Linked DNA regions of Mus musculus: region 1 is linked to region 2. A link is a contact called in public HiChIP or PLAC-seq data. All regions are on one chromosome and are shown on one strand. The core of a region is the stretch at or near the end of the contact, and the rest is flanking DNA. Distances in the headings are between cores, read along the strand shown. Region 1 overlaps Matn4 (matrilin 4). Region 2 overlaps Stk4 (serine/threonine kinase 4).

Region 1 (5,833 bases), core at 2,050-4,549, 240 kb before region 2:
AGCCCCGACAGTGAATCGGACCCTTACGTGCTTTGTGTGCACCTCAGAGTCAACAAGGCGTTGGGATTTTTTTTTCACTCAAATTAGTAGTGTCTGGAATAACTTGAGAAAACTGTATTATTAAAAATATGTTTAAAATTGCATTTTAAAAAATTGCACACCTTTTGCCTGCATGTACGTACGGGCCTGGTTCATGTGGAGGCCAGAAGTGGGGGGCAGTTCCTGTGAGACTACAGATGGTTTGTGAGTCGCCGTGTGAGTGCTGGACATTGAACCTGGGTCCTCTGGAAGAGCAGGCAGTGCTCTTAACCACTCAGCCATCTCTCCAGGTCAAGAGAAAACTTTTAAAAAAGCAAGTCAAATTTAGCATTTACAAGCGTAACCGACTATAAGCTTCCAGCTTGTGGAGATTCAACTTTATAGATTTGGCAAAGTGACAGGACAGGGTTGTTTTTTTATTTTTATTTTTTATTTTTATTTTTTTACAGTGGCTTGTGCTTTCTGGGGACATAGACCATAAATGCCATCATTGTAATGTATCTGGTCTCCAGCTGGGGGTGGGGGGGAGGGGAAGGATCCAGACATGCCCGCGGGGAACAGCTGGGCCTTATAGGGGGCAAAGTTTCTTGGTGGGGGGCTTGATTTTGACTATGGGGTCTTTAGATTCTAACACATGTCTAAGGCGTGACTCTTCTTCCACTGTCTACTGCTGATAGAGGTAGGTGAGCAGGGCTGTGTCCAGGGCAGAGAATCTGTAGTTAAATGTGCTCCCTGCCCTGCCACCAACTCTAACAATTAACTAAGGTGTTTTGGACACATCAGGCTTAAGGGCCCTTCCCGTCCCGACTTATTTACAATGGACCCTGGATAACTCACTTAACCCCGGCCCTACCTTACCCTCTTCTGTATGAGGAAAGATGCCCAAAGTTACTGCCAGCTTTAGATTTCGGAGGCAAGTTGGAACGCTCTGCTAAAGCTCTTCACTGGCTGACCATTCAGGCCCAGGCAGATCCTCATCTTTCTGTAACCCTCGGTTCTACAGCTCTAAAGTCAGAGGTGAACATTTGGGAGTGTTAACGAGGCCATCAATAAAATGACACAAGGATGAGGGTTTGACTGATAGTAGAATCTCCCTATGGAGGCTGAGGCTAAGAATCTTGCTGCTATTTTAGTGCCTGCAATATTAAAAAACAAGAGCTGGTGAGATGGCACAGCGTGTAAAAGCAGCTGCCATGCAAACCCGGCGACCTGAGTTCGATCCTGGAACACATTACCAAAAAGCCCGATGCGATGGCTCACATCTGTACCCAGCATCCCTGCAGGGAGATGGGTGGTGCAGACGGAAGCACCTGAAAGCTTGCCTGGATACAAAGAGAGGCAAAAACTAAAGAGAGACGCTGCCTCAAAAAGGTGTGAGGAGAGAGTTGACTCACAATAGATGTTCTCTGATGTTGACATGAATGCTGTGGTCTGCCCTCACACATGTATCATACACATACATAATAAAACATTAAAATAGAAAATGGCGTGGACCAGCAGTGATGCTATCTCCGTAATATTCCCCACCATTTTCTGTACTGTTAAGGAAACATAGACAACCAAGTTTATCTCTACTCTACTCTTAGATGTTGAAGTGTGTGTGTGGAGATAAACTTGGATCCATAATTTTTTGTTTTTGCGTTTGAGACGGGGTTTCTCTGTGTAGCTTTGGCTGTCCTCCTGGAACTCACTCTGTAGATCAGACTGGCCTCAAACTCACAGAGATCCTTCCTTCTGCCTATGCCTCTTGAGCGCTGGGACCAAAGGCATGTACCACCACGCCTGACTTGGACCTATAATTTAAACATTAATTTCATCAGAATCAGTGGAATCGCATATTGTTGCACTTCATCCTGACTCACTAGGTCTGGGATAGGGTTTGATAATTTGCCATTATGACATATTCCTAGGTTATGCTAATACTGCTTGTCCACGGAATGCTGGTTTACTAGAAATACACAGTACAGGGTTGACTTGTGCCTGGCATTGCTCTAGATATTGTGCCAGTACGGTATTCAGTCGCTACGTGTGTATGATGAATTACAATTGGTCACAATAACACAGAATAAAAACTGAGTTCTTCAGTTGTACCCGCCACATTTCAAGTGTCTTAAGCTCCAGGTGGCTTTTGGGTATTGAATCGGCCAGGACAGACAGATAGAGAACATGTCCATTGTTTGTCGTGGTCTCATTTGGACCAGCTCATCCATCTAGACTTTTTCTAATCAAAGTGAAACCCATGGACTTCAGAATTAATGTGTTTCAGGAGCTTAGTGAAAGTGCAGATTTTTACTCTGAGTCGAAATCTGGATTCTAGCAAGCTCTGTGGTAATCCCAGCAAGCATAAGGGTTGGAGAATTTCTCTTGCAAGTGGGTCCACATACGCAAATCGTCTAATCTCATAACCACTAGTGGGTAGCTTCTTTCATTATATCCATTTTACGGATGCGGGGGAATTGAGACTTGAGGGGTTGAGTTTCCCCCAGGACTTCTGTGCTATTTGGCTGGGACTCAGGCTAGGTCTAAATCCAAAGCCTGCATGTACACCATCGACTCGGTAGAGGTGTATCAGAAGGTCGAAGCCACAGCCTGGTGGGCTCCCTTTTGGTTCCTCATTCCTTTGACTCTTGGCTCTCTCCTTGCAGAGGAGGGCATTGGCGCGGGGACAGAGCTTCGGAGTCCCTGCGAATGCGAAAGCCTCGTGGAGTTCCAGGGCCGCACGCTGGGGGCGCTCGAGAGCCTGACGCAGAACCATATCCTTTGGGGCTGGAGGTGCGGGTTGCAGGGCGGGTGAAGGGATCTCTGAGACCACATCTTCCTTAACCGCTCACTGGCTCGGCTGACAGAGCGCCTGGAGGAGCTGGAGAACCAGCTGGCTAGCCGAAAGTGAGGGTCGCACGCTGTCTGAGCAGCCACGCGAGACCGAGGCCGAGCCCCGCAGCCTGGACCGTCCAGGAGGGGGCGCTGGCGGGCCCCACGCGCTGCCTTCGAGCTGGCCTCACCTGGACCAGGAGCCAGATTTAGGGGATGGGGATGAGGGGATGGGGAGGTGCTGGTGGGGAAGGACTGCTACACTCGCCGCGAGCTTTGTTGGATTTCTTTTTTTGTTTTCCTTTTCTAAAAAAAAAAAAAAAAAATTTGGTTTTCACGGGGTCGGTTTGTGGCTATTGCTATGCTGGCAGAGGGAGGGGAGTTCAGACGAGCGTGCTCATAGGCGCCCGGGTGGCGTCCTCTTGGAGAAAGGCGCATTGTGCAGTACTGGGGCTGGGGGGCAGGGGGCCGCTGCTTCCCGTCTCTTGTTTATTCAGCCCCAGAACAGATGGCCCGTTATGTAGGACGTGGGGAGGGAGGGGATGCCCCGAGAACCTTTGGGTCCGAGGAAGTCTGAGTCCCCCATCTTCTAGCACGTCGTTTTCTTGCTGTTCCTGTCTTCTGGAGCCAAAAAATGTGGCTCAAAGGCCGCTTGGGACCTGGCTGGGGATGTGAGAAACTCTGTTGAGCCCCTGACCAGAAAGAGTGGGGGATGCGGGATGTGCTCCACCTGGATTGTATCATCTGCCTCTGACACTTGGTGGCATCCCTGAGCCTGTGGCTCTCTTCTGCCACTCCTTCAAGAAGCAAAGCTGAGCTGCATGCACACAACCCTCTCTACCAGCAAGGAACACGAACTTCCCGGGTACACATGGCAAACTAAAGCTTAAAATACGTTGGGTTCCAGAATGGGCGTCAGGTAAATTCCCCCGGGTTTGTTTTGCCATTGTTAAAGCTGAGACAAGGGTTAACTGGTACAAGCAGGACTGTGGCTAGAGGAATGTATGCTAAGGTACCTGACTTTGTGCCCGACATGTATTTTAGGTCCTTTGTTAATGATAGTTAGCAATTATTCTTATAGAAATATGTCTTGGACCTGGTTTGAAGCGATTTCCTAATATTGCCATTGTATCCGTTTTTTATCCAGACAACCTCGTGAGATAATTAGGATCTTAGAAGGCAAGATGGCTCAGCTGGCAAGCACATTTACACATTAAGATTTACAATCTGCTTTCAAACATCAGGGTCCTCATGGTAAAAGAGAGAACTCCTCCTGTAGGATGCTCTCTGACTTCCACCTGCCACCTGTTCCTACTTCATCAGAATGGTCAGAAACGGGGCGTGGTCAGAACAGGGTGAAAGGGAGGGGCCTGGACTCGATACCAGGTGACAGAAGGCTGGATACCTTAGAGGGAGGGGAAGGGTATGACTGACCTGAGCCTCGTGTTCTCTAAAGCCACATTCCAGAAGGGCCGGAGGAGAGAGGGGAGTGGAGGGCAGTTGCTTGTGAATCAAGGAATAACCACGATGATGAAAATGGTCCTAATAATGTAAAAATAAATGCTAAAGATAATTATTGCCTTCATCATTTCCATTTTAGACAAGAGGAAATGGAGTCATGTAGTTTCCCAAAACGGCACGTCTAGTCAGAGGCTGGACTGACATGCTATATTTCTGATTGCTGCTGTAACAAACGAGAGCTTCGAAGGCAAAATCAGTTCCCTGTCTCACAGTTCCCGGAGTCAGAAGTCCAAGATGGGTTGGCAGGGTTGCATTCTTTCTGGAGAAATCTGCTTTCCTTTGTAGCTTCTAGAGGCCTCCCAAGTCCCTTGGCTCATGGTCTCACTGCCCTCTGATCTTAACACCTCTCTCTCTGTGTGATTCTCTCTTTCTCTGTGATTATATTGTTATGACTTTGACAATCACAGACATGCTTCTACTTCAGAAAAACTCCCAGAAATCTCCTTTGTCATGTAGAGTCATAGATTTATTCATAGGTTCCCATGATTCAGGCATGGAAGTTGTTGAGCGGAACAGGGCCGAGGCTAGGCTGGCTGATGTCTGTACTGCTAAGGCTGGATAGGGAGTGAGGTCCACCTGTGTGCAACTGTATAGAAAAGGGGAATGTCTGATGAAGGATAGTGCAGGCAAGAAAAAAAGGGGGGGGTGGGGAGCTTTGAGCAAAACCTTAAATGATATGGCAATACTTTCTGTGATTGGTCATGTGGGTCAGGAGCGGCTGGGAACAGGAGCTGAGATGATCAGGACCTTACTTAGATATCATGATCAGATAAAGTAAGCAGGCCAGGGTAGTGGCTGGCATGAGAGCTCACCTTGCCCAATCCCTCAAGTTTAAAGTTAAGGAGAGTCCTTCCTAGGGGCCACAGGTTCTTGTCTGAGAGCACACCGTGAGTAAGCAGAGGGGCCAGATAGAAGACTTGCGTGGATGCGGGACTGCAATAGGGCACTTCCTGTTGGGGAACTGTGAGGGCTGGTGGAAGCTAGAGCATCCATCTTTCCTGGATGCAACCAACACCTACCTGCTTCCTGTCCCTACCATTTCTTTACGTCTGCATTCTCCCTTGTGGCCACAGGATGGCGCCGGAAGCTCTGCTTTAGACCTGTATCTCAGCACCCTAGCAGGTGCCCCCCTGCCCCCTGGAGCTTGGGCTAATGATGGTCCTTCCTTTTAACACCAAGGGTTTTGAACTGCAAAGAGGTCCGTGGGCCAGGGAGGAAGTCTCGGGTAACTAAGATGGAAGACATCCTTCACACTTGGTCCATTTCCCCGAATCAAGCACACTTTCTCAGGGTTGGATCTTACCATTTTATTTTGGACTGGAGGGCACCATCGATTCAACCTCTGTTAACTTGCGGGTCTGATGGTAAATGTTCCCCTTTCCTGCGAGCATTTAAAGTTTATGAGGAGCCAACAGGGAAGAGAGAGGGAGAGAGCAATGGTTGATGCGAAGAGAACACATGG
Region 2 (5,915 bases), core at 1,916-4,415:
CTAGGCCAGTGCCTGACACGTGCTTCCCAGGAAGTCCTAGCAGCCATTTATCATCTCAGCAAGATCCCCGAATTGTCCTAATTCTCTCTGTCACACAGTTACCTTATTGGCTAAGTCCTGCAGACCAGCTGCCTCTTGCATTTTTTAAAGCTTGCTTTAATTGCAAAGAACAGAATCTGGTCACAGAAGAGAACATCCCCTGCCACTTTATCGACTCTCAGGTTAGGGAGCAAAAGCAATTATGGAGTCGAATTTCAGAATGCTCAGGTGCAGCCCCATCAGGGCTCCCATCGGAGGGATGAAATGAGAAGAAATAATAGGGCGACTGGCTTCCCAGTTCCTTCTGACTGCAGTTTTGAGCCAAAGATGCGGGGATGACTCCGTAACTGTCTTCTGCAAAGTCCTCTACCCTGCTGCAGGCCCTCCATGAGAGACTGTCTGTCTCTGGGACACAGTAAGGAACCCACTAGTAGCTGGGACTGAATGACACGGCTCCTCTGGGGAGCCTTTCCATAGCAGCTCAGGTACCAAAGAGGCAAGGAAAGAGCAGGGGTTCCTGGGCCAACCTGATGTACAGTGGTAGCTTCATTCTCTCAGTGAAGAGGCTCTTGGTCCAGTGGTACAGGACAAATGCTCTGAATTCCAATCCCTACTTCTAGTCTACCCTGATTTGTGGTGTTGGTAATGTCACCTCTCCTCTGAGTCTCATTTTTCCACCTGGACAATACAATCAGACCTACTATGACTATGACAGTCCCTTCCCTACCATTCTGAATCCAACTAAGCCTTCTGGGAGTGAGCCTCAGTTGGGCATTAATTTACCCTTGCCAGAGCCTCCACAGTGAATGAAAAAATAAACAATCACGTATTTGGATGTGGACTATGGAAGCAATGCCCTTTACCCTGTATCTACGAAATGAAGAACAAATGCCGTGTGTGATTTTACCCAGGAACACTGAGATTTTCTGGACTGGATAGGGCCTGGTTTGCTGGAAAGTTCTTGAAAGCCTGTCCTTTCACAGATGTGTCTCCTCTTAAGGCACTGGGCAGTATCTTGGATGCGACTTTAGGCAGCTGGGAGGGTGGCGATGGATGAAAGGCGTTGAGACAGCAAAGGCTACTCTGCAAAGAGGGTGCAGGCGTCTCCTGGGAAAAGAGCAAACTCTCAAGTTCTCCACATTTTTTCCTGGCGTCACCGACAGCTTCCGAGGCCAGTGGGGACCATGGGAGGCTCGTCACTGTGGTGGCACAACCATCCCAAGACTAATTTCTCCATGCAACCCTGCAATGGGTGAAGCTGACGTCTGGGATTCAGTGACCACCTACGAGCCTCCCAGTGTCTTCTGCCCGCTTGCTGCACAGTACCATAATCTCACAGGAAAGAGGCAAAGTGTTTGAAACTGTACCTGTACAGAGACACCACCACAGAGTGGGGAATCTATTTATAATTTATATATATATATAATATATGCATATTTATAGATTTTTAAAAAGTCTTCCAGGGCGAGCAACCAAAAGCTATTACTAGAAGGAAAACAAAAAGAAACAATGTAAAAAATTTCCCAGCTATCACTGAACTAGGAGTCTCTGCTCCTGGGGTCTAGAATTCTGAGTTAAAAGCACCAATACAAACCCTTCAAGATACACCTTGCCAGTGTAAATGCACACACCAAATGGCACTGTGACTGCCAAGCAGCCCTTCCCACTGGCGCACATTCCTGAGTTCACAAAGGTGCTGTGGAGAGATGACAGAGCAGAAGTGCTGGCTAACAGACATGAGTCTAGCAACCCAGAAGCCACCAAGGCTGGGCTGGTGTTGTCAGAAGTTCTGTTGCCTCCTCTTCTTGGCTTCAATGGCATCCAGGATTGGCTGCCGCTTGGACCGGTACTTCTGCCGGATCTCTTCCATTTCCTGTTCCATCATGGGGTCGAGGGCCAAGAGCCTCTTCTGAAGGTCCTCCACAGTCCAGCTCTTGAGCTAGAAGAGAAGTGAGAAAAGTCACCACAATGTCTGAGCTGAGAATCCCAGTCTCCTCCAGCATCCAGAGGGAAAGTGGGCAGGAGGATAGTGTGATCAGTCAGAATCAAGGAGCAGCGGCTGCTAGCAAGAGCTAATTCCAATGACCACAACCACAGAGCTGTTGAGACCAGGCATCCCTGAAAAACTCTGAAGTACATATTCATCATATACAGTAACTCGCTGACTCCTACTTCTTACCTAGTCCATACAAGTTCAGAGACAGTGCTCATGCCTGTGTCTGGAACTTACCTTCAGTGCAGATGAGCCTCCCCCCCATACCCCAGAGTCCCACACAGCCATACTAACCCCCACTAACATTCACTAGGTTGAAACCAAGCATCTGTGTGGGTCATCTGCATGTGGCTCCTGACCATGCGGGTACAACCTTTGGCTGGCAAATCCTTGAAATTTCAACTAATCTTATACACAGAGAGAAAGGGACAACATATACATTAAAAATATGGCTAGTGCTGACACGCTGAGCTCTGGGAGCCAGACAGATTGACTCCATTAATATTCTTGAGAAAGGACAGGAGTGTTCCAGTGTCCCTATGCTACAGGGCACACAAGCCAGGGGAGAGTGACTAGATAACCTGCCTGGCATCTCCCAGGGAGCATGCGGCAGCATCAGAGGGTAACCAGCAGGATGGCTCCACAGCCCATGTGAGCCAGCTCTGCAGAAAGGCAGGCCAGCACAGCCCAGCCCTATGCAATAACTCAAGTTCCAAACAGGACTTTTGAAATGCCAGCAGATTGGCAAATTGTGGTCCCAGGCTGGAGTGGTAGCACACAGCTGCAACCCCAGCACTTTCCCCATAAGCTGTTTGTGTCTACGGAGGGAGCAGTGAAGGTTCACAGGAGTTCCGTTAAGAATGAAATGGAATCTGCGCCCCATGTGTGGTGTTGCTGACTTTACGAGGGCAGCCTGACTTGCAGAGCTGTGAGTGAATGCTAGCCTTGTGCACACTGGGTGGCGAGCGTCCCTGTTGCTCCTAGGAAGTCCAGTGTTCCTAGAACTCACAGGCTCGCCGGAGTCTCACAAGGGACCTGTTGTGCTCACATTTATAAACTACCACAGCCCTCAGTCAGCCCCTTCCTGAGGCCTCCACAGGGCCGCGTTAGAGACGCTGGGAGAAGGAGTTTCTTCCCACCCACCTTCCTCAGGGGGCAGGGTGTGAATGACTGCTACAGTGGCCTCCCTAGAAACGGTTTAGTGTGACCTGTCACCACAGGAATTTTCTTTGGCTGGTTTCAGGGAAGTTTTCCGAGAAGCAGAAAAAGCCTACCAGTTGAAGATGAAGGGTTCTTTGTAATGGAGAATGGGAAGACCTGAGGGTGTGGGGATGCTGGAAGGCTGAGCTGAATAAACTGTCTTTTTTCCAGGCTGTGGTTTATACCACCTTGGAGGTTGATGTTTTTGGCCCAGGGACACCCTGAAGACTGTCGCTTGCCTAGTCTTCCGTGTTTTCAATTCCTCTTCCAAGAGAAAACACCCTAAACCCAATACTGAATGTTACAGGTCGCTAAGAACTTAATCCTCAGATCACTGCCTGTACTGGCTGTGACACCCTGAAGAAGCAACTTCCCTCTCGAGCCTTAGTCTCCCTGAACACACAGACGGTCTAGTTCTTCCTCCCAGACTGGACTGTGAGAAGATTCAGAGGAGGACATGAGTGCCACGAAACACTGTTAGCTCAGGACTTCCTACAGTGCATGTCGGACAGGTAGTGAGCTCTGATTCAAGAAATGCTAGTGATCACTGCCATTGTTACTGATAATCTCCCATAACCAAGCTGTTCGTGAGTCTGCTGCTTTAAGTAGGATCCCACAAGTGAAAAACAACACAGCACCTATTTCACCTCTCTGTGCTAATAATACCTAAAACCTGAGAGTTCCCACAAGGTTCAACAACTTGGGGTTGTTTGACAAAAATGTTTCATCCACACATTATGGAATATTCACTGAACTCCGACTACAGGTCAATCACTACTGATAATTCACAAGACAATTAAGTGAACAAAACAACAGAAGTCATGGCCCCGGTGAGGCAACACAGGTAGTGACAAGCACAATAAGTCAGTAATAACCCTGTAAAGAGGATGTATGCTTTGAGAAAAGACAGAGGAGAGGGAGGGAGGGAGGACAGAAGGAAGGAAGGGAGGGAGGAACAAAAGAAGAAAGGCAGGCAGGCAGGGAGGCAGGGACCTGGAAAGCAGACTTCCTTGCATGAGGACAGAGGGTAATGTAAGCTGAGGAAAATGCACTACCTTCTCAGACTCTGCGGGAAGTGCGGCATCTTAGAGATGGGCCTCAAGCATGACTCCTCACCTGCCTTTCCAGCTGTTAACAAAATTCGCACCAAACAGCTGCCTAGTCTAAAGCTTCTTATGGGTTCCTAGTTTCTAAGCAGCTCTGTTATCCTTGATTCTAACCTGGGGTGACAGACATTCTCGTTCTAACTCTGCCACCTTAAATCTAAACAATGACTGCTCTTAGTCCTCTGGGGGTTTTTATGCCTTCCCCATTAGGACACAGCCAGTAGGGCAGGGCTGAGGATTTGATCACACCATGCAGATATAGATTTTTCTGACAAACAAGCTCAGACAATAGTTTTATGGCGCCAGATATAGCATTTCACCTTCCTGGTCCTTGGTGACATAAATAAATTTCAAATGGTTCAGTAAAATGTCTGTACAGTTTTGCTAAATAAAACCAGCATCCAAAGGATCAGATTCTCATATGAGCAATCCAGGAAGTCTGAATGGTTTTCAGCAGACAGGAGGAACTCAACGTGAGTATCCTTCTAGGTTTACATATGTTCTCTATGCTGTGACTGCCACTCATACCTAGAGCCCAGAATCTACTCCAGGAGAATCATCTAGCTCCAGTTGTACTGGCTATAGGACTCCCTGGTATGCTACAGGAGCTTGCAGCTTGCACTAAAGAGAGCTCTAGCTATCTACCTGCTTTCCTCCCCACCCCAGGAATGGACCGCCCCTCTCCTGGGAGCTCTTCCTTTCCCTTACAGCTCTCCTGCCCACAGCCCAGCCCTGTGGAGCTCATCTCTGGTGTGATTCAAGTTCATCAGGGTGGTTTCTGTCTCCAGTCCCCTCGTCCACACCACCACCAACCCACAGCAAAAGCACAACTGAAACCAGAGTAAAGCAGGTCTTACTATCTTTAAATCCAATTCTCCTACAAAGGCCTCACTCTTTACAACTCTTCCTTTGCTTGGTCTTTGGACATGTCACTTGTGAGTCTTCCAATAGTCACAAAGACCTTTGTCTCAGTGGCTGGTGCTCAGGTCACCCCCATCCTTCAGGTTTCCACTCAGATCCTCACACCTCAAATGTCACACAACTATTCTGACCAGATCATCTAGAGGGGCTCTGGTCATCACTTAATTTTAACATCACAATTCAATGAACTTGAATCAGAAGAGATCCATAAATGATTAAATACCTACATTAATTCTATAATGAGTCTGTTGAAGTACATAAAACTTAAGCCACTCAGCCCCTTCTGCCGGGACAATAGGATACTTTTGTAAAGTCCCATTTTCTATGTCACTCTGTGAGCAGGCAGAGGCTGCAGCACGTATGCGCCTCCTCATCAGAAGTGTGTCTTGTATGTTTACTCTCTTCACTTGTTTCTCTTCCTAGGATGAAAGTTCTCAGAGGGAAGGAAATGGCCTCACCTCATCTACTCCACTAAGCCTTGCCTGGCTGGAGGAATGACTAAATGAATGGGTCTTCATTGCTGTTGATAGCCTCCATTGATGAAGTCGCAGCGACACCAACCTTCCACCATGCGAGCCTTTATGCAGGGGGGTGGGGTTTGGGGGGGCAAACCTCATGCAAACTCTAACATCCTTGAAGACAAACCTCAGCTCAAT

The links. HiChIP or PLAC-seq counts read pairs in DNA pulled down with a chosen protein or histone mark.
Region 1: a contact with region 2 is called in an H3K27ac HiChIP or PLAC-seq map of oligodendrocyte precursor cells, with 11 times the contacts expected there. The contact joins two enhancer-like sites. A contact is called at or near these places in 9 of 39 promoter capture datasets (the C10 cell line, the HPC-7 cell line, the SN4741 cell line and 6 more), 3 of 15 datasets of contacts at CTCF or cohesin (hippocampal excitatory neurons, large pre-B cells and stem cell-derived epiblast-like cells), 4 of 484 Hi-C or Micro-C datasets (cerebral cortex, cortical neurons, embryonic stem cells and 1 more), 16 of 115 datasets of contacts at active chromatin or transcription factors (bone marrow-derived macrophages, cardiomyocytes, craniofacial prominence and 11 more) and 3 of 9 other capture datasets (embryonic stem cells, liver and pancreatic islet).

Annotation. Positions count from the first base shown.
Region 1 is chr2:164,386,752-164,392,584 of GRCm38.p6, reverse strand. Matn4 (matrilin 4) reads left to right here. Exons shown (of 11, transcript NM_013592.4): 10 at 2,685-2,792; 11 at 2,871-3,192. The coding sequence ends at 2,929. Among named protein-coding and RNA genes, the nearest start is that of Rbpjl, 14 kb to the left of the region's middle. Within about 2 kb of position 3,299, at least 176 of the 459 cell types and tissues checked have an H3K27ac peak or open chromatin away from gene starts, as enhancers often do. A contact at or near this core is called in cerebral cortex, neural stem cells and oligodendrocyte precursor cells, where this site is marked.
Region 2 is chr2:164,147,736-164,153,650 of GRCm38.p6, reverse strand. Stk4 (serine/threonine kinase 4) reads right to left here. Exons shown (of 11, transcript NM_021420.4): 11 at 1-1,978. The coding sequence ends at 1,820. Among named protein-coding and RNA genes, the nearest start is that of Kcns1, 20 kb to the left of the region's middle. Within about 2 kb of position 3,165, at least 66 of the 459 cell types and tissues checked have an H3K27ac peak or open chromatin away from gene starts, as enhancers often do. A contact at or near this core is called in cerebral cortex, neural stem cells and oligodendrocyte precursor cells, where this site is marked.